Linked DNA regions of Mus musculus: regions 1 and 2 are each linked to region 3. A link is a contact called in public Hi-C data. All regions are on one chromosome and are shown on one strand. The core of a region is the stretch at or near the end of the contact, and the rest is flanking DNA. Distances in the headings are between cores, read along the strand shown.

What was found. A called contact is a pair of places that touch in the nucleus more often than the background predicts.
Region 1: a Hi-C map of cortical neurons shows a contact between it and region 3, with 4 times the contacts expected there. The contact joins two enhancer-like sites. A contact is called at or near these places in 6 of 484 Hi-C or Micro-C datasets (Th1 cells, cerebral cortex, cortical neurons and 2 more).
Region 2: a Hi-C map of cortical neurons shows a contact between it and region 3, with 2.9 times the contacts expected there. The contact joins two enhancer-like sites. A contact is called at or near these places in 5 of 484 Hi-C or Micro-C datasets (Th1 cells, cerebral cortex, cortical neurons and 2 more).

What each region holds. Positions count from the first base shown.
Region 1 is chr13:69,760,162-69,763,448 of GRCm38.p6, forward strand. No RefSeq gene overlaps it. Among named protein-coding and RNA genes, the nearest start is that of 4930547H16Rik, 11 kb to the right of the region's middle. Within about 2 kb of position 1,415, at least 48 of the 459 cell types and tissues checked have an H3K27ac peak or open chromatin away from gene starts, as enhancers often do. A contact at or near this core is called in cortical neurons, where this site is marked.
Region 2 is chr13:69,783,105-69,786,073 of GRCm38.p6, forward strand. No RefSeq gene overlaps it. Among named protein-coding and RNA genes, the nearest start is that of 4930547H16Rik, 12 kb to the left of the region's middle. Within about 2 kb of position 1,532, at least 6 of the 459 cell types and tissues checked have an H3K27ac peak or open chromatin away from gene starts, as enhancers often do. A contact at or near this core is called in cortical neurons, where this site is marked.
Region 3 is chr13:69,863,548-69,866,598 of GRCm38.p6, forward strand. No RefSeq gene overlaps it. Among named protein-coding and RNA genes, the nearest start is that of Med10, 55 kb to the left of the region's middle. Within about 2 kb of position 1,699, at least 7 of the 459 cell types and tissues checked have an H3K27ac peak or open chromatin away from gene starts, as enhancers often do. A contact at or near this core is called in cortical neurons, where this site is marked.

The DNA.
Region 1 (3,287 bases), core at 165-2,664, 100 kb before region 3:
ATGTGTGAAATCCTGGCAGGATCTGTTTGGGGAACAGCGGTGGACCTCTGCATCACTTCCATGACTGAGCGCAGCACCTGTGTCCAGTGGCACAGTGATTAGGCTTCTAGATGATCTAGGAACTTTGAACTCTGAGCGTTTAGAATTAACTCCCAGCTATCCTCTGTGTGATTTCACAGTCTGTCATTAAGTTAAATCACAGACAGACAGATTATGATGAGCAATCTCTAGTCCAGAAGGCTGCGTTGTTGTTTTATCTTGCTTGGCTGAACATGTCCTTTGGGGGCATCCTGGACACTTGAGTAGGACAGTGTATAGTGTATGTGTATATATGTGTGTGTATGTATGTGTATATGTGTGTATGTGTATGTATGTATGTGTTATGTGTGTATATGTGTATATATGTGCGTGTGTATATATGTGTATGTGCATGTGTATATGTGTGTATATGTGTATGTCTCTGTCTGTCTATGTGTGTATGTGTGTGTGTTTATGTGTGTTTATGTGTGTGTATGTGTGTGAATGTATGTGTATATGAGTGTATGTATGTGTGTGTGTATGTATGTATGTATGTGTATATGTGTGCATATGTGTGTATATGTGTATGTTTCTGTGTGTCTGTGTGTGTATGTGTCTATGTATGTTTGTATGTCTCTGTGTGTGTATGTGTGTCTGTGTATGTATATGTTTGTATGTGTGTGTGTGTATTTCTATTTGTGTCTCTGTGTGTGTCTCTGTGTGTCTGTGTATATATCTATTTGTGTCTCTGTGTGTCTCTGTGTGTGTATGTGTGTGTCTGTGTGTGGGGGGGGGCTGTGACTCTCTTCAGTTAGCTCTGTTTGACAGAATTCACCTAGAAATTTAAGACCTGGTCTTACTTATTCTTTTCCCTCATGTAGGTCATGAGCTGCCTGTTAGTGGGTCTCACCCTCTTCTCTGTGTCCAGCTGAGCACTGGAACCAGGGCCCTGAGGATGGGAACCTTGATACAAACAGAGAGACTGGTGGGAAGAAGCCTTGGCTCCCTTACCCTGCACTCCCCTCCCGTCTCCAGAAGAGCCTCTGGGAATAACAAAGACAAAATAAAAGGACCATCCATCCCTTCCTTGTCCTCAGACCAGGTCTATGGGAGGGTGAAGATCAGGTCTCTCGGTGTTTCTGACAACTGAAAAGGCATAGACCAAAACTGAAGAGGGAGTCACCAGTAAGCTGAGACTGGCCATCCAGTGAGGCGGGAGAACCAGCTTTGGGGTCCTGCATGGGCTTACTCCCAATGTTCATCTGTCTGTGGGACTCAAGGGCTGACTCCTAGGTGGCCACAGTGGAGCATGTCGTTCATGGCTGCACTGTGGTCTGCGCATCGTTCAGAGCCTCGGCCCATCTGTCTGGCTCCCTTGCCTGGCTCCCACACCTCTTGCAGCCTCCAGTCTGGGCTCCTCTCCAAGGCAGTGCTTAGGCAATGATGAGCTAGCTTGCGCTTGGAACCCAAGCGGGCTATTTTTAAAAGTACCACACAAAAACTGTGCTTCGACCTGGAACAAGGCCTGTGTGAGGAGGAAATGAGACCTGGCCTGCCGTGACACTTTTCCAGCGTCACACCCTGAGTGTGTGTGTGTGTGTGTGTGGGGGGGGGGAGATGCAAGAGAGGCTAGAGCATTCAAGGTCTAGGATATGGAGGATTTTACAGCTAAAAGTTTATAAATGCTTGGGTTTGGGGTTAGTACGGAGCTAGAAATGCGTAAATGGAGAGTGTTTTGAAATAAGCCTTAAAGCATTTACTTACCTCAAGCTTCTGTCAAATGCTGAGTCCTCCTGATTACTATGCCGTTGACTGCCCATTGTCCCATGACCTCAGAAGCTAAGTTTGTCTGCCATCAGCTTACTTCCCCTTCTATTTTATAAAGGAGAACATCTGAATATAAAGATTATCAAACCGGGAACAATCCATCATCCACTGCCCCTAATTTTGTGTTTGAGCAGAGCACAAGAGTTTCAGAGAAAGTGGGCATGTGATTGTTGACTGACTGCTAGATACGAGATATACGATCAGGCCTAGTTTCAGAGTAGTTCTAAAAGGACTTTATGAATGCCCTCTCTGAGGTCAATGTCATGGATGTAGCCAGGCAGCTCTTTGTCCCTGGAGAACCACCTTGTCAGCATGGCTCACGAGATCAGGGACCGCACGCACGGTGGTGATGGTGTTTAATCTCAGCTTCCGTGACCACTGGAATCACGTACACGAGTGGGGATGTCCTTCTGTTTGTCCTGTCATAGTCTAGCCAAGCCCTGTGACTGAGGTAGAGATATCGGTAAACAGTCTCATGGGCTGACTTTCTGGACACTACTCTAGGAGTTGATTTGGGAGGAAAATAATCCACTTTCCATGAAATTCAAGTTTCTTAGCAATCACATAAGAATGATAACCCACTCACAGTGACTGCTACACTCATCCTAAAAGCGTTTCCAATACAGGTGGCTACCTCAGCTACTTTGTAAGCATGTGTGGCCCCTCGCCAAGTGAACTGGAAGATACTCATGATGCTTATTACCCTTGGCCTTGTCTCCGTGGTAGTTGTCTAATTCTTCAATGCCACTACTAACATATCAGCCATTTGAGAAGAAGAATTGTTAAGTTTTGAGGCTGTTGTTTGCAGTACAGGGCATCTAACCCATCTGTGGTCCATGCCTATTGTATCTCGGTAGCTCTCCATCTAGAGTAGTTACAAACCGCTGCAAACATCACTCAGCCATTCCCGGGGTCAGGCTCACCCCTGGTTCTGTCTTCTTCTGACCCCAAGACACTTGGTTTCTGTTCAACACACTTTGGATCTTAAATGAGTCACCTAGTAAAAGCTAAGGTCCCTTGGAGCCGTGGCACTGTTAGGAAGTGGAGCCTAGTTGGAGGAAGTTCATGGGTCATGGGGCATCCCTTTGGTGGACATACTGGGGCCCTAACATCTTTCTCTCTCTCTTTGCTTCTCAGCTGCTATGAGGTGAGCGCTGTGTGCCTTGTCTTTCTGTGGTCCTCAAAACAATGGAGCCAACTAGCTGTGAACCTTGAAAAGCATTCACCAAATGAAAACTTCTCCGGTGAAGTTTCTTCAGCCTGGCGTTCTGATGCCGAGGAAGGAAATCAGTTGCGCTAACCACTTGTTTTTGCTACTGAGATTAAACACAAGACAAAAGTAATGTAAGGAAGAAAGAATTTATCATGGCTCCAGGCTGAAGGGCTAACGGTCCATCCTGGCAGGGATAAGTAGGGCTGTGAAGGGAAGGGTGAGGTGGTTG
Region 2 (2,969 bases), core at 282-2,781, 81 kb before region 3:
CAGTATATTCCTCATGTTAACATCGTTCGTAATTACTGTGTTGTTGTCAAACTGAGAAATAAACATTGGTTTGTGACTTGAGAGTTTTGGGTTTCTAAAATTTGTTTACAAATGTTCTTTTTCTTCTCCTGTGTACTCTACTGTCTTAGTCAGGGTTTCTATTCCTGTGCAAAACATCATGATCAAGAAGCAAGTTAGGGAGAAAACGGTTTATTCAGCTTACACTTCCATGTTGCTGTTCATCACCAAAGAAAGTCAGGGCAGGATCTGAGAGGCAGGAGCTGATGGAGGGGTGCTGCTTACTGCCTTGCTCAGCTTGCTTTCTTATAGAACCCAAGACTACCAGCCCAGGGATGGTATAACCCACAATGGGCTCTCCCACCCTTGATCACTAATTGAGAAAATGCCTTACAGCTGGATCTTATGGAGGCATTCCCTCAAGGGAGGCTCCTTTTTCTGTGTTAACTGAAGCTTGTGTCAAGTTGATAGACAAAACCAGTCAGTGCAACACAAAGGCAAAGGCTCTCAATGTGATGTTACTGCAGCAAACAACCCTAGCCCTTTGGCTTTGGTGGTGTCTGTGAGGCCACTGCATGGCAGTTACTACTTTACATTTCTATACTCGGTTCTTTGGAAATGAACCGTTAGATAAAACCCATAGTTGAAGTGGTTTAATCCTTCTTGGGGATTCCTACATATTATTTGGCTTTTAAAAGAGCACACACCCAGGTGTCTCCTAATTGTACTCTTTTTATAAACAAAGACATTGGTGAACCAGACAGGTTTGGTTCAGTTGGGGGCACGATAGATGTTGGTGTTTGGTGGGAGGGTGGGCAGTATATGGAATGGCCATGATATTTGCTCTGATGGACGCCCCCTCAAAGGCTGAGCTCTGTGAGACTATGCACATGACACTTAACCTCAGTCGTCTTTTGCAGAACTACACTGACCACTGACCTCTGGCATGGGATAAGCCTCTATCCCTGTCTGAGACCCACCACAGGGCATTACTGTTACAGGGCAACTGAGAACTCTCTCTGGAGTACATAGACAGTCATAATGAATGGAGACATCACAGACAGCTTCCTGAACGAAGGTGGAGCTGACAGCCTCCTCTTCCAAGGCTGTAATTAAAGAAGCAGTTGAGAAATGTTATCTTTCCACTCCTGAATATTCAAAGTTATCTGTCACAAACATATTGTTAAACTCCCTCTCAGGTCTCAGTTGTCACTTTTACATGCGCGCTTGCAGAGATGGCTTGCTCCAGAGTTCTTTTTACAAGAGAGCACTTCAGCCCTCAAAGGGCTACCCATGTCTTCAGTGGGAGGGAGATAGTTCAAAGCAAAGCAACACCGCTGTATGTCTTTATCAATTGTTCCATGTCACTGTACTGGGAGCAATCCCACCAGATCCCAAGCCTTTTCAATGCACTGTCTTCTTATTAAATTTCTGCATGGGAAGCTCAACAGTGTGAGCCAAAATAGAACAGGTTCTGCTGTCCTTAGCAGAGCTCTGCCTGGGAGGCAAGGCTTCTGTTTCTCTAATTTAAGCCTCTCATCATGGTTGATCTCACTGGTGGTACTTACTGTGAAGTGCTCCATCACAGAGGAGGCCCTGTATCTATGGCATACACTCTGGTGAGTAGAAAGGTTGCCACACATGTGTTTCCATGGTGCGAGGCATCACAAGACTGAGCTATTATTCTCCAACCTATCTCTCTGTCACAGTTGCAGGCTCAGAATACAGAGATGACAGGAGGCAGTGTTTGTCCCTTATTTCTGCTCAGGACTGGGGATACTGTGACTTTCTACCATAGTATCATGATCACAGCAGTTGGAGTGGTGGTTCCAGGTTGAAGCATGCTTGATTCATACCATTATTCTGGTCCAAGTTTAATTTTATGCTCTACTGGCAGGCTCTACTGGAATTGACATTTGAGATAAATTTATCATAGACTTGCCCATGATCTTGAAAAAGCCCACCATGATGGCAGAGAACACAAAGCTTCCAGAGATTCATCAACTATCTGAGGAGCCCCTGGGTTTTGTCTGTGAGATATCCGTATTATGGTAGTTTCCTAAGCTTGTTTTAGAGAGGTGAGAGGTCTCTCTGCTTTTCTCCTACAGCCGCTGTTGCTTTGTTCTTGGGGTCAGTCCAGCAAGAATGGTCACAGAGGAGTTCAAGGCTGGTAAGGTTCAGATGGTGGTTCTTTTATGTGAAAGCACATGTCCTCGTACCCCACAACGACTTCTCAATTGACTGACACATTCCCAAGACCTTCTGGGATGACATTCAGATGAACACTGTATGGATCCCACTCCATATTTAAGACAGAGACACACTCCCAAAACTGACTGGGGACTGAGGTCCAGGCAAGAAGCACAGGCTGCCATCAGCTCCTGAGTGTCTTTGTTCATTCTCATATCATTTTGCTCTTGGCTAACCTTGTCACTATGCTGAGCTTGGCTACTGCCCAAACTTCAAATGGCTTTGGTCTAGGCAGCTTTCCTAGAGAAGCTGTAGGCATAGAATGAGCATTCCTGAGGCCACAGGAATGGTGAGATATGGGGCTAGAATGCCTTTCCTTGATGCATCCTTAATAAGCAGCAAAGGTTGCTCAGCTATGCAATTTTTTTTTTTTTTGAGACAGGGTTTCTCTGTGTAGCCCTGGCTGTCCTGGAACTCACTCTGTAGAGCAGGCTGGCCTCGAACTCAAAAATCCGCCAGCCTCTGCCTCCCGAGTGCTGGGATTAAAGGTGTGCACCACCATGCCCAGCCAGCTATGCAATTTTTAGGAAAGCATTTGTGGTGGTTTGAATGAGCTTGGCCTAGGGAGTGGCACTATTAGGAGATGTGGCCTTGTTGGAGGAGGTTTGTCACTGTGGGGCTGGACAATGAGACCCTCCTCCAAACAACATGGGAGCCAGTCTTTTCCTAGCAGTCTTCAGATGAAGATGTAGAACTCTCAG
Region 3 (3,051 bases), core at 449-2,948:
AGCATCTGGGATATAGCCAGACGCTTTTGTGCAGACACAGTTACTCAGGTTCTGTCTCGTGCCTGGCATCAAAATAGTAGAAAAATACCATTTTCTAGATAATTAATAACATTGGAAATATACTGGTCCATCTTGGTGTTATAACAAAATATCATAGATAAGCAAAATAAATTTATTCCTCATTTTTGGAGTCTAGACGCTCAAGGTTAGAGCACTGGCAGGTTTGGTGGCTGCAGAGAATCCAGTTCCTAGTGGATGGCTAGTTAGCCTGTTACTCTGACTTCCTGTGTCAGATGGGAGGAGCCATCCTTGAATCTCCTTTTAAAGGGACCTGGCTTTGTTTGTTTGGTTTTTTTTTTGTTTTGTTTGTGATAACTACAGAGAGAAAGGTGGAAGAAATGGTTGGTTGTGCTTACAGTTCCTGGGTATGGTCCGTCACTCAGAGGTACACAAGTCAGGTCTTGTCATGTCCCTGGTCAATATCATCAATGAGTGCATGTTTGCTTGTTTGCTAGCTTGCTTGCTCGTGCTCATCTCAATATATCCAGTCTTATACAGGTTAAGAATGGCTGCCTAGGGAATAGCTGACTACAGTATAACAATTTCTCCTCAGGACATGTCCATGAGCCCACCTGATATAGATAACCCCTGGCTGAGACATTTTTTTGCCAGGTGACTTTCAAGAGTGTTCAGTTGACAAAGTTAGAGATTACAGGCAGTAAAACTACCAAGGAGGCCCCACCCTCAGGGCTCTTTCAAACCCCTCTTTCTACACTGTAACCTGGGGAGTTGTGTGCCAACATAATAATTTTCCAGGAACACAGTATTCAGACCAATTATAGCAAGTGATAAGGTGGAAATAAAATATTCTGGGACAAAAGGCAATGTACATTCCCGTCCCTGGAATATAAAGAGAGTGGGAATCTTGGAGGCAAATAAGAAGTGGGAACAGCTTTCATACACGCATGCACACACACACGAGAGAGAGAGAGAGAGAGAGAGAGAGAGAGAGAGAGAGAGAGAGAGAGAGAGAGAGAGAGAGTGAGAGAGAGAGAGAGAGAGAGAGGGGCATACAGAGGCTTTGTCACCACACAGGCCAGCTGTGAGCCTGAGATCTGTCCTCTGTTGTGGCCCTCGCAGTTGTTGGTCATGTTGGGGTGCTAAGTCTGAGAGTTGGGTTCATATAAAGTGTTCTATAGAAGAACCCTTTGCTTAGAGTGGCTCCTTGGCTTGTGGCTGGGGAGTTTGTGTTTATGAGTGTTTCTCCATGAACACACCCATGGGTCCTCTATGAATTAGCTTTCTCCCAGAGCCCTGTAGTGTATCACAGGCATGTTGATTCCTTCCAATTTCTGCCTCTAACCTCAGGGGTTATAAAATCTGAGGCAGAATGAGCCCCTGAGCTTGGCAGAAGACTGCGATGCCTCATGCCCTGACAAGCGCTTGCCCCTCCCTCTAGGTTGTGTAATTGAGAACCGCTTGATTCCCTGAAAGTAACTAAATACAGCTCTGAGAACTTTCTGGCAAACACAGAACAATCAAAACGACTTTGGAATTGATGTAGGACTTTCCCTTCCTCCAAGTTATTTCTTGTAGGCAGAAAATGATTTTGTTGCCATCTTGGGAGAACGAACAGATGGAAGGGTTTGGTTAAACCCTCTATGAGACCAGAGAATTTATAACAGTATTGATACTGTTTCACTCTTTCTACGAATGCAGGGGGAACAAAGCACGATAGTAATGTACTGATGATTTCGCCCACTGCAAATGCTGTCTTGCATTAGCTTTAGAGACGTGTCTCGGTGGGTTCCAAGGGAGGTGACGAAGTCCAGCATTCAGTAGGTTTCTGAGGGCTCTCTAGCTCTCTGCTTGCTTACATAGTAGTTTCCACACACACACACACCCAACCTATGCAGGCAGGTATAAGCACCTCCCCACAGATCCACTGTGTGTTTCTATAAGTGGGTCACAAGTCAGGACAGAAAGACAGGCTTCCAGAGGCAGACTGCAGCACTGTTCATCAATCTATCTGCTCTCCACACACACCCCTCCCCTTCAATTTAAGAAAGTGCCTGCCTAGGTGGATGAAGGGCTGGCAAGCTCACAGCAATGATCACTCAGGACCCATCACGTGGATGGCACTAAGCCATTTTTAGATCATTTTCTCAAGAATAATCCCTTACTGGATATTGAGATGGCTTTTGTGTGACTAGTCAAAGTCTCTGGATGGCTTTTATTTTAACTCTGATTTAGTCAGTCACCTTTAGGCCACTCCTGTCCATTCATCCCCTCCTCTTCCCCAACACCTCCCCTTCTTCATGTCCCCTTCTCCTTCTCTTTCTCCTCTCTGTACTCTTATTCCTCTTTACTCCTCTTCTTTCTCACTCTCTTCATCCTCCTCTCCTTCCTCCTCCTCTTCCTCCTCCTCTTCTCCCTCCTCCTGCTCTCCACCCTCCTCCTCTCCCTCCTCCTCCTCTTCATCCTTGTCCTCTTCCTCCTTAGATATGTGACCAGCTGCGATTTTGCAGATAGCCTGCAAAAGGATCTAGATGTAGCTACAGAGAGGCCACCCTGCCTTTCACAGTTGACCTAAGTTTACCCAAACTCCACACCACCTTTGTCCTACAAGGGGTCAGCTGAGAATGTGGAGCACCCATGGTGGAGCACTTGAGGATCTGAGCTAGGTGGGGTTATCAAGCATTCTCACGGGTGCTTCTTCTAGGGAGCAGAGGACATGAGTAGGTTCAGGTCCTCCTCTGTGGCCACTAAGCTGGATACAACATACCCCTGCCCACAGGAAGCCCTTCTCTGAAGCACCAGGATGTTACTTATCATTCTTTTGTACCTGGGTGTCCTCCATGAGATGGCAGCAGAGTTAGTTGAGTGGAGGAGGTGCCACTCGGTAGTGGAATAGAGTGGAAATCCATGTGATTTCCATGAGAGAGCTAGAGTCATGCAAATCTGTGCCTCCAAGTTTGTGAACTCGAATTTCAAGCATGGCAGCATTATTAATTGACAGAACTACTTTATCCGACATCGGACACGGACTCC